4 separate regions of the Mus musculus genome follow, and regions 2, 3 and 4 are each linked to region 1. Evidence: chromatin contacts called from public HiChIP or PLAC-seq and promoter capture Hi-C data. All regions are on one chromosome and are shown on one strand. The core of a region is the stretch at or near the end of the contact, and the rest is flanking DNA. Distances in the headings are between cores, read along the strand shown.

Evidence for each region. Promoter capture Hi-C pulls out the DNA fragments that hold promoters and counts their contacts. HiChIP or PLAC-seq counts read pairs in DNA pulled down with a chosen protein or histone mark.
Region 2: a promoter capture Hi-C map of hippocampal neurons shows a contact between it and region 1, with 2.5 times the contacts expected there. The contact joins the promoter of Cfap65 here to the promoter of Ttll4 in region 1. A contact is called at or near these places in 2 of 39 promoter capture datasets (cranial neural crest and hippocampal neurons).
Region 3: a contact with region 1 is called in a promoter capture Hi-C map of liver, with 2.9 times the contacts expected there. The contact joins the promoter of Ihh here to the promoter of Ttll4 in region 1. A contact is called at or near these places in 5 of 39 promoter capture datasets (hippocampal neurons, liver, pre-B cells and 1 more).
Region 4: a contact with region 1 is called in a CTCF HiChIP or PLAC-seq map of the NIH/3T3 cell line, with 6 read pairs. The contact joins the promoter of Tmbim1 here to the promoter of Ttll4 in region 1. A contact is called at or near these places in 7 of 39 promoter capture datasets (the 3T3-L1 cell line, 3T3-L1-derived adipocytes, cranial neural crest and 3 more), 1 of 15 datasets of contacts at CTCF or cohesin (the NIH/3T3 cell line), 1 of 484 Hi-C or Micro-C datasets (muscle stem cells) and 1 of 115 datasets of contacts at active chromatin or transcription factors (the SCID.adh cell line).

The regions. Positions count from the first base shown.
Region 1 is chr1:74,659,614-74,662,965 of GRCm38.p6, reverse strand. It overlaps Ttll4 (tubulin tyrosine ligase-like family, member 4), which reads right to left and starts at 1,264. Exons shown (of 20, transcript NM_001014974.2): 1 at 1,077-1,264.
Region 2 is chr1:74,933,869-74,936,896 of GRCm38.p6, reverse strand. It overlaps Cfap65 (cilia and flagella associated protein 65), which reads left to right and starts at 1,298. Exons shown (of 33, transcript NM_001039495.1): 1 at 1,298-1,376.
Region 3 is chr1:74,950,028-74,953,228 of GRCm38.p6, reverse strand. It overlaps Ihh (Indian hedgehog), which reads left to right and starts at 1,557. Exons shown (of 3, transcript NM_010544.3): 1 at 1,557-2,329. The coding sequence starts at 2,015.
Region 4 is chr1:74,302,489-74,305,744 of GRCm38.p6, reverse strand. Tmbim1 (transmembrane BAX inhibitor motif containing 1) reads left to right here and starts at 1,409. Exons shown (of 12, transcript NM_027154.5): 1 at 1,409-1,622. All of the region lies in intron 2 of Pnkd (paroxysmal nonkinesiogenic dyskinesia), which reads right to left.

The DNA of each region.
Region 1 (3,352 bases), core at 15-2,514:
GTCTTGGGCCCTAATAAGCCCAGCTCACAGAATGGCTCCCAACAAACACAACTGAGCTCGGACCTCTGTTCAGGCCATGCTGTATCTTTCTAAAGCTACTTTGTAACTTGAATATCTTCCCACTTCTTCACTCCCTGAGAACATTTGATAACTTTCAGGGCCAGGCTTAGAGTCTAATCAGTAAATCGCTAGTAACTTTCCAGACAATAAAGGGAATAGTTTTTATGCAAATAATCTCAGTATTGCAACAATTGAAGGCATAGGATCCAACGGTACCTGCTCTTAAAGGCTCCTCCAGATTACTGCTGATTGGCCAAATCAACAGGCGCTGAAATTGAGATTCGGAATATTCAAAATGACTCCATAAAGGAAGGGTTTCAAATGCTGATTAAAACATTTCCAAGATTCAGAACCGGAATGTAAAGACTGAAGGTGGGGTGACGTATTTTTCCAAACAAATCGCGGTTAAGCGCTTCACTTCTACCACAGCACATACATCAGTATGGCAAATGCTTTCTTGATTAAAAATCTCTTGTTCTATAAACTCTCGAAAACACGTTTGTCTTGCTCACCAATGTACCCTCCCTAGGAACCTTACATAGTGGCTTCACTCGTTACCTACTTGTCGATGTTTATAAAAGCTGTAAATTATTAAATGAAAAAAAATGGCTGGATAAATGAGTTAAATTAGGATCTCAGCTTCTGGAATGTAGGAAAGTGTGTATGGATAACTCAGAGTGGGGTCAGGAAAAAGCAGGCCCTGAAAAGAGCCGGGATTTCAACCCAAGCCAGAATTTAAACCGCAGCGCGGCGGGAAAGAGGACACGCTGAAACCAGGACCGAGAAGGGTGTGGGGCTCGGGCCGCCCGAGGAGAAGCCAACGAAGTTCTCCCCGCGTGGAGGCTGCCGAGGAGGACTCGAGAGAGGGCCCGGGAGGAGGCCCCGGTCTCCGACTCACCAGAGAAAGGCGAGGTGGCGAACCGGAAGCGGGGTTGGGGGCCGGTGCCAAGGGCTGGGGCCGAGGCACGCGGGAACGGCCGGCCGGGGTCGGACACCAGCTCTGCGACCACACTCACCTACGGTACCCTACTTCGCCGCGACTGGACGCCGGCTCCGCGCCGCTTCTTCGCTGCGCCTGCTGGGCGAGCGGGCGACCTCAGGTGTCCCTAGCAACCAAGCTCCGCCACGCGACCCACGCTCTGCCGCTTTCTGTCCCACACAGAGCGCGCCCCCAGCGGACAGATCTAAGGCCAGAAAGGAATGGGAGGGGGAGGGCCCGAGGCAAGCGCGCCGAATCCCAGCCCTTGTGCAGCCTAGAGAATGGGGGGGGGGGGGGGGGGAGAAGGAGGGACTTGGGGGGAGGGAGAGAGAAAGTGCAAGGAATTTGCGCACGCGCAAACTTGTCGACACGGTGGAACTCTTGCGAGCGGAATTCTGGGAACTGTAGTCCTGCAAGTAAAGGCTCCGTTCTGGGAATCCACGATTCATTCTACCTAACCACTATGGACTCTGACCATACAGCGCCAAGACTCTATTAAAGAATTCCTACCAAAATTCCATGAGTTTGAGGCAAGTAAGAGGAAGTGGCTCAAGGCACTTTAACTCTCTCCCACTCACCTTTCCCTAAATCCAAACACGGAGCGGGACGAGACAAAGCAAGACATAACTACAACTACCAGTTTTATGGGCTTCGAGTGAGAACTTTACCTAAGTGTGAGTCCTTTCATAATCTCTCCACGCAGAATAGATCCCCCTGTTTCAGATGTCGCTGGATCTATTAAATTTAGAGAACTATAAAGTCAGCTGGATGGCAAAAGGAGCTTTCTCAAACAGGCTATGATAATTAACGATATAACTAACCTGATGAGGCCTGGGCACCGGTTGTGCACTTCTTTAACCCCACCATTCGGTAGGCTGAGGCAGGTGGATCTCTGAGTATGAGGACAGCCTGGTCTGCAGAGTGAGTTCAGATCAGCTAGGGCTATGCAGAGAAAAACTAGCCTGGTGAAAACAATTTGAACTTAGTAGCAAAATACTTAAGCAACAGTCATTGACAGATGTTGAACTATGAAAGGGTTACTTATCAATTTTAGATCAGGAAATCTAGGGCAATTATCTAGTTTGTCTCCTGATGAGATTTGGATTACACAGCAATATTTATAAAGTATGGCTTATTTTACAAAATGTTAAATTTTAACAATTTAAAAGCTGAATCTAATCAAGCATTGACTCTAACTTCAGTATACAGGATATAGAGGAAAACAATTGAGTAATGCTATAGAATCAGATAAATTCAGAATTTTAACCAATATACAGTATAAATGAACTTTCTTAGACAAAATGGGAGTGCTGGAGCTGAAGAAAAATGTTGGGAGCCGCGCCCACATTCGCCGTTACAAGATGGCGCTGACAGCTGTGTTCTAAGTGGTAAACAAATAATCTGCGCATGTGCCAAGGGTATCTTATGACTACTTGTGCTCTGCCTTCCCCGTGACGTCAACTCGGCCGATGGGCTGCAGCCAATCAGGGAGTGACACGTCCTAGGCGAAGGAGAATTCTCCTTAATAGGGACGGGGTTTCGTTTTCTCTCTCTCTTGCTTCTTGCTCTCTTGCTTCTTGCTCTCTTGCTTCTTACACTCTTGCTCCTGAAGATGTAAGCAATAAAGTTTTGCCGCAGAAGATTCTGGTCTGTGGTGTTCTTCCTGGCCGGGCGTGAGAACGCGTCTAATAACAATTGGTGCCGAATTCCGGGACGAGAAAAAACTCGGGACTGGCGCAAGGAAGATCCCTCATTCCAGAACCAGAACTGCGGGTCGCGGTAATAAAGGTTCCCGTAAAGCAGACTGTTAAGAAGGATTCAACTGTATGAATTCAGAACTTTTCAGCTGGGGAACGAGAGTACCAGTGAGTATAGCTTTACGAGGTAAGCCTGGCCTTGAACTTTCTAAGGAAATTCAAGACAGTCTATCAGAAGTAAAGTGGAAAATGGCTTTACAAGTTATGTTTGGCCTTGAATTTTTTCTAGTGTTAGAAGCCCTTTTGTTCCTTTTCACATGTTATCAAGTGGTTAAGGCAGGGCGGATTCTAGATGAAATTCAGGACAAGCTATCAGAAGTAAAGTGGGGAGAGAGAGTAGGAGCAAAGAGAAAATATGGTACACAAAATAAGTATACAGGCCTTTCCAAGGGTCTTGAACCCGAGGAAAAGTTAAGGTTAGGTAGGAATACCTGGAGAGAGATTAGAAGAAAAAGAGGAAAAAGGGAAAAGAAGAAAGATCAATTAGCGGAGGTCTCTAGGAAAAGGAGCCTGTGCTCATCGCTGGATGGGCTCGGGGAGCCAGCTCTTAGTAGCT
Region 2 (3,028 bases), core at 49-2,548, 270 kb before region 1:
CACTTATTGTCATTTATACCCCCCACTTTTTTTGTCCATAAGGTCCAGCTGAGTCAGACTGATTAAAAAAAAAAAAAGAAGAACTTGAAGAAAAACAAAAAAAGGGAGAAATCATTACAGGAGCTCCAAATAGCATCAACGTCATCACGTTCAAAGTACAGCCTTCAGATTCTGAGAAACCAGCGAGACACTCACTGAGTTCCACGTTCCTTAATCCCCAAAGAATTCCAGGCTTAGTTGGGCTGGCATGACTTAACCGACCTCCTGGACCTCCCTTGCAGCAGCCCTGCCCTCCCCCGCTCATGTGATCCCTCAAGCCAACTCAGGTCACTTTGTCACCTCAGTCCATCGCCTACCTCCCACAAGTGAACCCCAATCCTCCAAACTGCTCGTTTATTTTCTGGGTTTGCTTCCAGCTCTCTGAGCTCTCCCTCTATAACCACACCACACCCCTTTCATTCTGAGGAGGAATGGGTTCACTGTTCAGGCAGTAAAACTCTTTAATTGCCGAAGAATGAACTTTGAGATTCTTGGCTTTTTCTACGTCGCCTTCATCCAATGATACCTTTCTCACAGCGTGCACACCAGTGCACAGACAAAAAAGAATTTCTTCATACATTAACTTTTGTCTCTCTTCAAACAAGTTAATTTTCTTTGGTCTCAGACCAAAAGATATCTGGAAGAAAATGCCAAAGGTGTTCTCTTTCGGCAGCAGAAGGAGCACATTTATAAATCCTATGCAGTAAGAAATAACCAGAGGCTGTTTTCAATGAACCATCATGATCATAGGGAATGAGGCTCTGAGTCTAGATCAGTCTACTTCAAGAGATTAGGAATGACTCCCATTCAGGCAATCTATGATTTTTGAGCCCAACAGTAATCTATGAATAAGGTGGTCAAATAAAGTAATTGCCAGGACACCATGAAAATTGGGGGAACCATGTTTACCTTGTCTGGAATGGAAAAAGACCACAGTTGGTACTACAGCAGGGAAAATCTTGGATTCAATACTTAACATAGGGAGATTAAATTTGAGCAGGCATTGACTGGGTGTGTAGCTTAGTGATGATCAAAGCTTTAATTCTTAGCACAAAAAGAAAAAAATATATAAAGAAAGTTAAAGAAAAAAGAAGAAAAAGGAAAGGAAAGAAGAAAAAAGAGAGAAAATAAAGGAAAAGAAATGAAATGAAGAGAAAAACAAAACAAAAAGAAACGGACTCATTCGCTTTCTCTGAACCTTGGCTCTTTTGGGTTGCCGTCGTTGCCATGGGATACCAAAAGACGCTGTGTCCCGAGCGTCCTGTATCTACGGAGACGTTAGCACAGCGTTTGCATGAGTTCTAAACGTTGGAGGCCAGCGAGAGGAACAAGGAACGGTATCTGTACTAAAAACCCCTTTTACAGGAAATCGTGGCGGGTCTTCAGAAAGTCCTTTCGTTGTGGGCGAGATTAATTAGATGCGGGGGCCAGGAGACCCTGAGAAGCCCCATAAGTACATTTTGTTCCCTTCGTTTTAAGGCTTCCTTCCTCAGCTCTACTTGACCACTCCTTACCCTCACCCCTACTCCCGGTTTTTTCACCTGTCGTTTGTAAAATTTTAAGATCAGAAATTAGGCAAATAAAAGAAACTGATAAAATACCCCCACCCCCGAAACTAGAAAATTGGTTTAAAACAAGCCCCCCCCAAACACACACACACACACACACACACACACACACACACACACACACACACACACACACACAACTGCACGTTTTTTCACAGCAAAATGTTGCAAATGACCTTCTCTGTTCCCGGAAAGGCTCCATGCTTCCTGCCTTAAGTCCCGGCTGGACCACTTTTCTACCTTATTTTGTCTCTTCTCTAGCCTTTCAGAGATAGATTGGTGTATTGAGTGGGGACTTTTTCAGAGAGGCAAGGCAGACTGTCTGTTGAATCCCCTGATGTCTGAGAGATCAGGGACTAGGGACAGGACCTAAAGCTATCCAAGGACAGAAAAGTAACAGCTCTCCTCCCCACCCGCAGCTTGCATTTCTTGGGTTCTGTCTGAACACCCACTTTACATTTGGAGGTAGGAAGCTTGTTTTGTACAAGTACCTGCTGTATCAGACCTGTTTGGTAAATGCTCTGTGAGGGAATGCATGGGATGAGGACAGTAACTTGAAATGGTTTCCTCCAGTGTTAGAGAACCTTCTAGGAACAAATGAGCCAACAGAGGGTTTCTCTGGCTGGTGGAGAGAGAATGAGATTGTCTTTGGGAAATGTGTAAACTGCTAAAGGTAATCATGAGATTGTTACATTATAACATGGGGACCTTAATTAACCACCAACTTGAAGAAGGAGATGTTTTAGGTTAAATTAAAAGCAAGTCATGGCCAATCATGATGGTTCATGTCTTTAATCCCAGCGCTTGGAAGACAGAGGCAAGTGGATCTCAGAGTTTGAGACTAACCTAGTCTGTAGATCTAGTTCCAGGACAGCCAGGGCTACACAGAGAAACCTTGTCTCAAAAGAAAAACAAGGAAAAGAAGGCAAATCACATGTAACGATAAACAACTGTAGGGATTAAAATATCTGTTGAAAACCTCACAATACTGTCTGGATTGTTAGTCAAATTGATACTATTTGGGATATGGACAATCTTACTTAAAGAAGTGAAAAAAAATACTAAACAATGTGAAATATAGAAATAAGTTCAAAAATAAGTATTACAGCTTTGCTGTCCAGTGTAGTAGCTACTAGGCAACTTTAACTATTGAGCACTTGAAATCTGGGTGGTCTGAATTGAGATAAACTGTGAATATAAGATGTGCTGGACTGGAGAGAAAATTCAGTGCTTAAGATATTCATTCTCAGCATACACATATTGGGTGACTCACAACTGCCTCTAACTCTAGAGCCAGGGAATCAAATACCCCCTCTGGCTTCCACCAGTACCACCTGCATGTGGCAAACACACACACACACACACACACACACACACACACACACACACACACACATACACACACACACACACACACACAC
Region 3 (3,201 bases), core at 308-2,807, 290 kb before region 1:
CAGGGCTACATAGTGAGACTTTGTCTAAGAGGTAGAGGTGAGAGGCTGGAGAATGTCTATACTCCAAAGCTATCTTTTTCTCAGGACACAATGGTGCTTTGAGATCTGAATCCCGAGCAAGGCAGTAGTGGCACCTTGTAAGTGCGCGTAAACCCTGCACGTGAGAAGCAGAGTTAGGAAGGCCAGTAGCTCAAGGCCATCCTCAACTCTGTGGCAAGGGATCAGCCTGGCTACCTGAGAGCCTCTTTCAAATACATGAGCAAAACAAATGACTTGAACTTCAAATATAGATCATCACGGTTTCCTTTGGTAGAGGAAGGTGCACGCGCACGTGTGTGTGTGTGTGTGTGTGTGTGTGTGTAGCATCATGATTTCTCTAGCATGTCTAGCATGGTGGTACTACTCCCCTGCCATCCCAGCACTCCGGAAATGGAAGCAAGAGAATCCAGAGCTCAAGGCTAGCCTGGACTCCGTAGGTGAGAGACTCCATCTGTAAAGAAAGGAAGGGGTTGAGGGTGAGGGTGAGGGAGGAAGATTGAGCTTTCTAATTATAACTTTATTAAATTTGTGGAACCCGTCGCAAACAGCACAAGATTTGACATTGTGGTGGTGATCTGTGCCCGTTAACACACTTGCGTCTTCTGGTTTGGGCAGTATAGATTATAATTCATCTGCCTTCCTGGATGTTCTATTAAAGTGCACAACCCTCATTCGCTTCCCGGGCAGTCTCTGCAGAGTCCGTGGCTTCTAACACTTCTGAAGTAGGACGAGGAGGAGCGAGTGATTCCCAGGCAGTGCCCGTCTGCAGGTGGATTGGGATCCGTTTGTTTGTTTGCTTGTTTGTTTGTTTGTTGTTTATGCAGCACGCTCAGTGCTCTTCCCTCTCTGTGGATGTCCCCACTTCAGGCTGTTATTCTGTATGGCCTTTCTCCCTTGTTTTTAACAGTGTTTCCAGTCCTATTTGACTCCTGACAAGGCTACATTGCCTCCACCCGCATCCCCTAGTTCTGTACTGGGCAGTATAGGGTCCCCAGCTGTGCACCAGGTCAATACAGAACCCTGCTCCTCCAAGCTGAGAAAGGGAATGTTGCCAGGGCCAGGGTGGGGCACCAGGTTATGAATGACCTCCAGCTTTCGGGTTTGCTTCTCCGCAGGGGACACCGTAGGCGGTTGTGCGGTCCGGCCACTACCCCCCTCTTGCGTCCGGCTGCGACGTGGGTTGCGGTCTCCGTGGGGGTGGCATCTCCTGTCCAGGAGATTTGCGCCTGGTGGGGCTCCCAGGAGCCGCAAGGAACGGGAAGGAGAGACCAGGGTGGGGTGAGGCCCGTCAGGAGGACAATCGCAGGCAGCGCAGGGGGCGCAAAGGGCAGCGGGCGGGTGGACGCGCGGCTGAGGAGCGCGCGGGACAGGGCTGGCTAGCCTTGGGGCCGCCCGCCGGAGGGGGAGGAGGCTGTGCTGCCCTTGCTGCAGGTTCGCTGTCGAGCGCGCAGGAGGCAGGGACATGGATAGGGTGCGGTCTGCGCGGGTCCCGAGCCCGGATCTCTTCCATTTCCCCTCTCACTCGACCCCGGGCTGCGCCGCAGACGGCAGCAGCTCCCGCTCTGCCCGAGCCGCCTGACCGCCGGGCCGGGGTGCTAACCGCGGGTCCCTTCAGTCCGCCGGCCGGGCCAGCCCAGCCCAGCCCGCCGGCCCTCAGCCCCGCCGCCCGCCGCCCCCCGCCGTCGCCGCGTTGCCAAAACAAACGGGCCGGCCTATTTATTGGCGGCCGGCGAGCCGGGCAGCTCAGAGTCGAGGCGCCGAGGGGGACAGCACGCCGCCACCAGCCAGGGCCCCGGGCCCCCGCCCCGCACCTGAGTCCCGTCGGCCTTGAGCCGCGTCGCGCTGCCCATGGCGCCCCCGCATGGAGTCCCCAAGAGCCACCCAGACGCCTGAGTCCCCGAAGCTGTCCCAGCCACGCGCCCACCTATCAGCCCACCAGGCGCCCTCGCCCGCTGCTCTCCCGGGCTACCCGGCCATGTCTCCCGCCTGGCTCCGGCCCCGACTGCGGTTCTGTCTGTTCCTGCTGCTGCTGCTTCTGGTGCCGGCGGCGCGGGGCTGCGGGCCGGGCCGGGTGGTGGGCAGCCGCCGGAGGCCGCCTCGCAAGCTCGTGCCTCTTGCCTACAAGCAGTTCAGCCCCAACGTGCCGGAGAAGACCCTGGGCGCCAGCGGGCGCTACGAAGGCAAGATCGCGCGCAGCTCTGAGCGCTTCAAAGAGCTCACCCCCAACTACAATCCCGACATCATCTTCAAGGACGAGGAGAACACGGGTGCCGACCGCCTCATGACCCAGGTGAGCGCGATCGGTCCTCCCAGCGCGCCATCGAAGCATCGCCACCTGCCCGGCCCTATCCTCTCTTCTAGCACCTTTTTTCTCGACTGCCTGGCACGCCCCCTGGCACCTGCCCTTCTTGTGAATCCCGGGTGTCTTTCTGCCCAAGATGGGCTGGCCAAGGAACCCCGCGGGAGTGTTAGCATCCGGGATCCCGCCCGGTGTCTTTGAGAGGAGCTTTCTGCCGCTGCCAAGCCCCGCAGGTTGGCGGGCGGCCCCTCTGCCCGCGAGTGCTGGCAGCTCAGGTCAAATCTGGAACTTGAAGGTACCTGGACCTGGCTGCCTCTTGTGCCTCCGGGAACCACGAAATCCCTCTCGGCCTAACATTTCTCACAGCCCAGCCCTGGTCATTACGAAGCCGTTTGGCATCCCTGAGGCGAAGAAGCTCAGGACACCGGGGACCCCGTGGCCTTCCCTTCCCTTGTGCCCTTGGTTAGCTGCGCTGCCCTCTCCTGGAGCAGCGACTTGGCTGGTTCTGGGCTTAAGGAATAGCAGGGGAAAGAAAGTCGAATGTGGAGACAGAGGTAGGAAAGGGAACCAGCCGAGGGAGCCCACGTGTCTGTCGCGAGGGCTGAGCGGCGCGGTTGCGGTTAAAGGGTGGGGTGCTGGAGCCTTCAGGCTCTGAGACCAAGCTTGGGGAATCCTTGAGCTTGGTAGCACGGACAAGAAAGATTGGAAATAGGAGTAGGGATGCCTAGGAAGGCAGGGAGCAGAGCTGACACTAACTTATCTCTGCATGCACGGAGCAGGACCCAACTCCACCAGACATCAAGGACACACACTTCTTTCTCCGAAGTCTGGTGTGCCTTGGGAAAGATACACACCCCTTTCCG
Region 4 (3,256 bases), core at 160-2,659, 360 kb after region 1:
ATGTACTTGGCCCAGGGAGTGGCACTATTTGGAGGTTTGGCCTTGTTAGAGTAGGTGTGGCATTGTTGGAGGAAGTGTGTCACTGTGGGCATGGGCTTTAGGACCTTCATCCTAGCTGCCTGGAAGCCAGTCTTCTAGTGACTTTCAGATGAAGACTTAGAACTCTCAGCTCCTCCTGCACCACGCCTGCCTGGATGCCGCCTTGATGATAATTGCCTGAACCTCTGAACCTGTAAGTCAGCTCCAATTAAATGCTGTCCTTATAAGAGCTGCCTTGGTCATGGTGTTTGTTTACAGCAATAAAACCCTAATTAAGATGACTTTCCAACCTCCTCAAAACTTCACCAAACGATTCCCATGTTGGAACACAGACTTTTGGATAACCTATATTGGTTTTCTCTGACCATGGCCACATATTTGGCTCCTCTTAACCTCTTTGAGGTAAGTTATTTTATTATTAACATTCCCAAAATATCTGGCATTACGGGCACATGCCACTTCCACTGTTTATGCAGTGCTGGAGATGGAACCCAGGACTGCTCGCACCCTAAGCCAGCATACTGCCAACTGCTATAAGATTATTTTTACTTCCCAGTCACACATAGTGAGCTGTTAGTGTAAACACACCATGAGGTTTGCAAAACAGAAATTTCCTAACCTAGCACATCCCTGTCATTAAGTGACACATGACTGATTCCAAGCATAGCTTCGGAGTCTCATGCCTGTGTTTGAAGTTTTACATTTGAAAAGGGCGGTTAGCTTACAAGCACAGAATTCTTAGTCACCACAGACTTTTTTGTGACTTAAATTTTTCTTTTCTTTTTTTTTCTTTCTTTTTTTTGTGACTTAAATTTTTTTTTCACGAAATAAGAAGTTTTAAGAATGAATTGATATAAACATAGCATAGCCATGTGATACAATATTGTGCATCATTGAAACTATTCTTTTGTTGTTTGGTTTTCCTGGCATGGGGATGAAACCCAGCTGGGTCTCTCACATGGAAAGCCAGAGATCTACCACTGACCTACGCCCCTAGACCGAAAGTGCTGAAGATCAGTTAGTGACAAAAAAGAAAAAGAGGGAAAAAAAATCAGTGAAATCTGACTATGTGAAACCAGGGTCAGTAATTGCAACACTTGGGCTGAGGCCGGGTGACAAGTGCTGGAGACCAGCCTGAGGTACATAGCGACATCGCTCTTTTACCCAGAATACAAACAAACAAAAAAACAAACCCAATAACAACTTTTAAGACAACAGGATTAGCTCTAAAGCCCCTAGCGCAAATCGCTGATATGTAGGCACTGATGACGCATAAATAGCACTTCTTACTGGGGTGGAGTCTGGAATTCATGGAAAGAAGTTATTTTTTTCCCAGTGAGTTTGGGTTTTCGCTGCGAACCGGCGTTGCTTCCAGTAAATGTGAACCACTCACACCTGGGTCGTGGTTGAGGTCTGGAGGGGACCCCAGCGCTCCCTGGAGGTCTCGGGGTGCCGGGCGGCTCCTCCCCACTGGCGGCGGAGAGAGACGGGGCGGGGCACGGAGCCCCAGTCCAGCCCGGCCCAGCCCAGTCCTCGCCAGCGCCCGGAGGCCCAGGCGGATCTCACGGTCCGGAACAGCGCAGGCAAGTGAGGGGGCTGCGGCCGTTGGAGGTGGGGACCCGAGACCGGCGGGGAATGGAAGTGGCCTGGGGCGGCGCTGCGCCCAGGCGCCCGAACTTTTCTGGCACGCGCGGGCCGACTCCGGTCGTGCTCCGGAGCCAGGCTAGGGTCCTTTCGTTCTGCCTGTTCCGGTCTTCACTTTCCATGTGCGCCCGGGCAGGACATATGGCCCGGGCTTGTGGCGCAACCGCATTCGGTGCGCACCCGCGAGCTGACCCGCTTCTTGTAGGGTGCTCCTCTCAGTGGCTGAGTGGCTTGTTTGTCTGAGGACGTGTCCCCCACTCCGGGGCCCCAGAGTGGCCGTGCAGCAAGTGAGAATGGAGGCGGTCATGGTCCTCAGCTGGTGGGGAGAGGGAGGGAGGGAGCCAGCCAGAGGCTTGGAACCCACCCGGGGCTGTTCGAGCTTGCCCTGGCGTCACCAGGCTGCGTAAAAACTGGTGATGAGAATCTGTCTAAGGTGGGGGGTGGGAGGAGGGAGCCCTAGCTCAGAGAAGCCAGCGGGCCAACCTAAGGTCTAAAGAAGAAGCCATTCCTACTCCTAACCTGGCCTGCTCCTGTTCCTTTGCTCTGTAATTCAGAAGCCTACCAGAAAGTACAGTCAAGCTGATGAACTGTGGTTGGTTGGTTGGTTGGTTGGTTGGTTGGTTGGTTTATTTATTTATTTATTTATTTATTTATTTATTTATTTGAGACAGTTTCACTCAGTAGCCCAGTCAAGCCTTGAACTTGTTGCCTCAGATCCTTAAGTGCTGGGAGTATTACAGGTGAAAGCTGTCTTGCCTGGCCCTGGTGACCTCTTTAGGTCAGAATAAAAAATAAAAAAAAAAAAAAAAAAAAAAAAGAAACAGGGAAATGGGAAAAGGGAAAGCAGGTTTGGGAGGGCCAGGAGGGAACCAGAAAAGGAGGAAGGAATGGAAGGCTCTCTGCCAAGGCAGAGCCTGGACTGTCTTCACCAGGTCTTGTTCCCCGGGGCATCCTTCCCCAGTCACTCACTCCACTGTGGCCTATGGGTGGTGGTACCCATGGGGCTGAGGGTCAACCTAAACACCGGATAAGTGGGGAGAGCTGTCATGGAAGGTCTGGCAGGTGTCTGGTTCTCTGAGACTCTGAAATATTTATCTCAGTGGTGAGCTTTGGTTTCAAAGCTGGTGTCTTTGGCCTGGCCAGTGGTGGCTGGGCAAGCCAGGTGCTTCTTTGTGCTGCTTTGTCTGCCTTAAACAGGCCACCATACTCCCTCTCCTCTTCACTTGCCTGTTCTTACCTCTCCAGTCATGGGGCCCTGGTCTTGCTTTATAGTTTCAAGGGAGGTGAGACCATTGCTTCAAGGGTCCTGATTTCCTGTCTGACTTCAGGGCTGCTCATGTAAAACTGGGCAGATCAAAGAGGTAATAAAATATTAGTTGGCAAGTAGTTGGAGAAGCTCATGGGCTAGGGTAATAGGCACTTAGGCTCAGCTTCCTCGGTAAGAATGGGGGATCCTCAGATAGAAGCCATCTATAGCAGAGCACCTCCCAACCCAAGACCTCTCACCATGGGCCCTTAAGACAGAGTAAAAGCACCGGGACTGAGGGACTGAGTGTGTGGTGGAGTGGCCTGA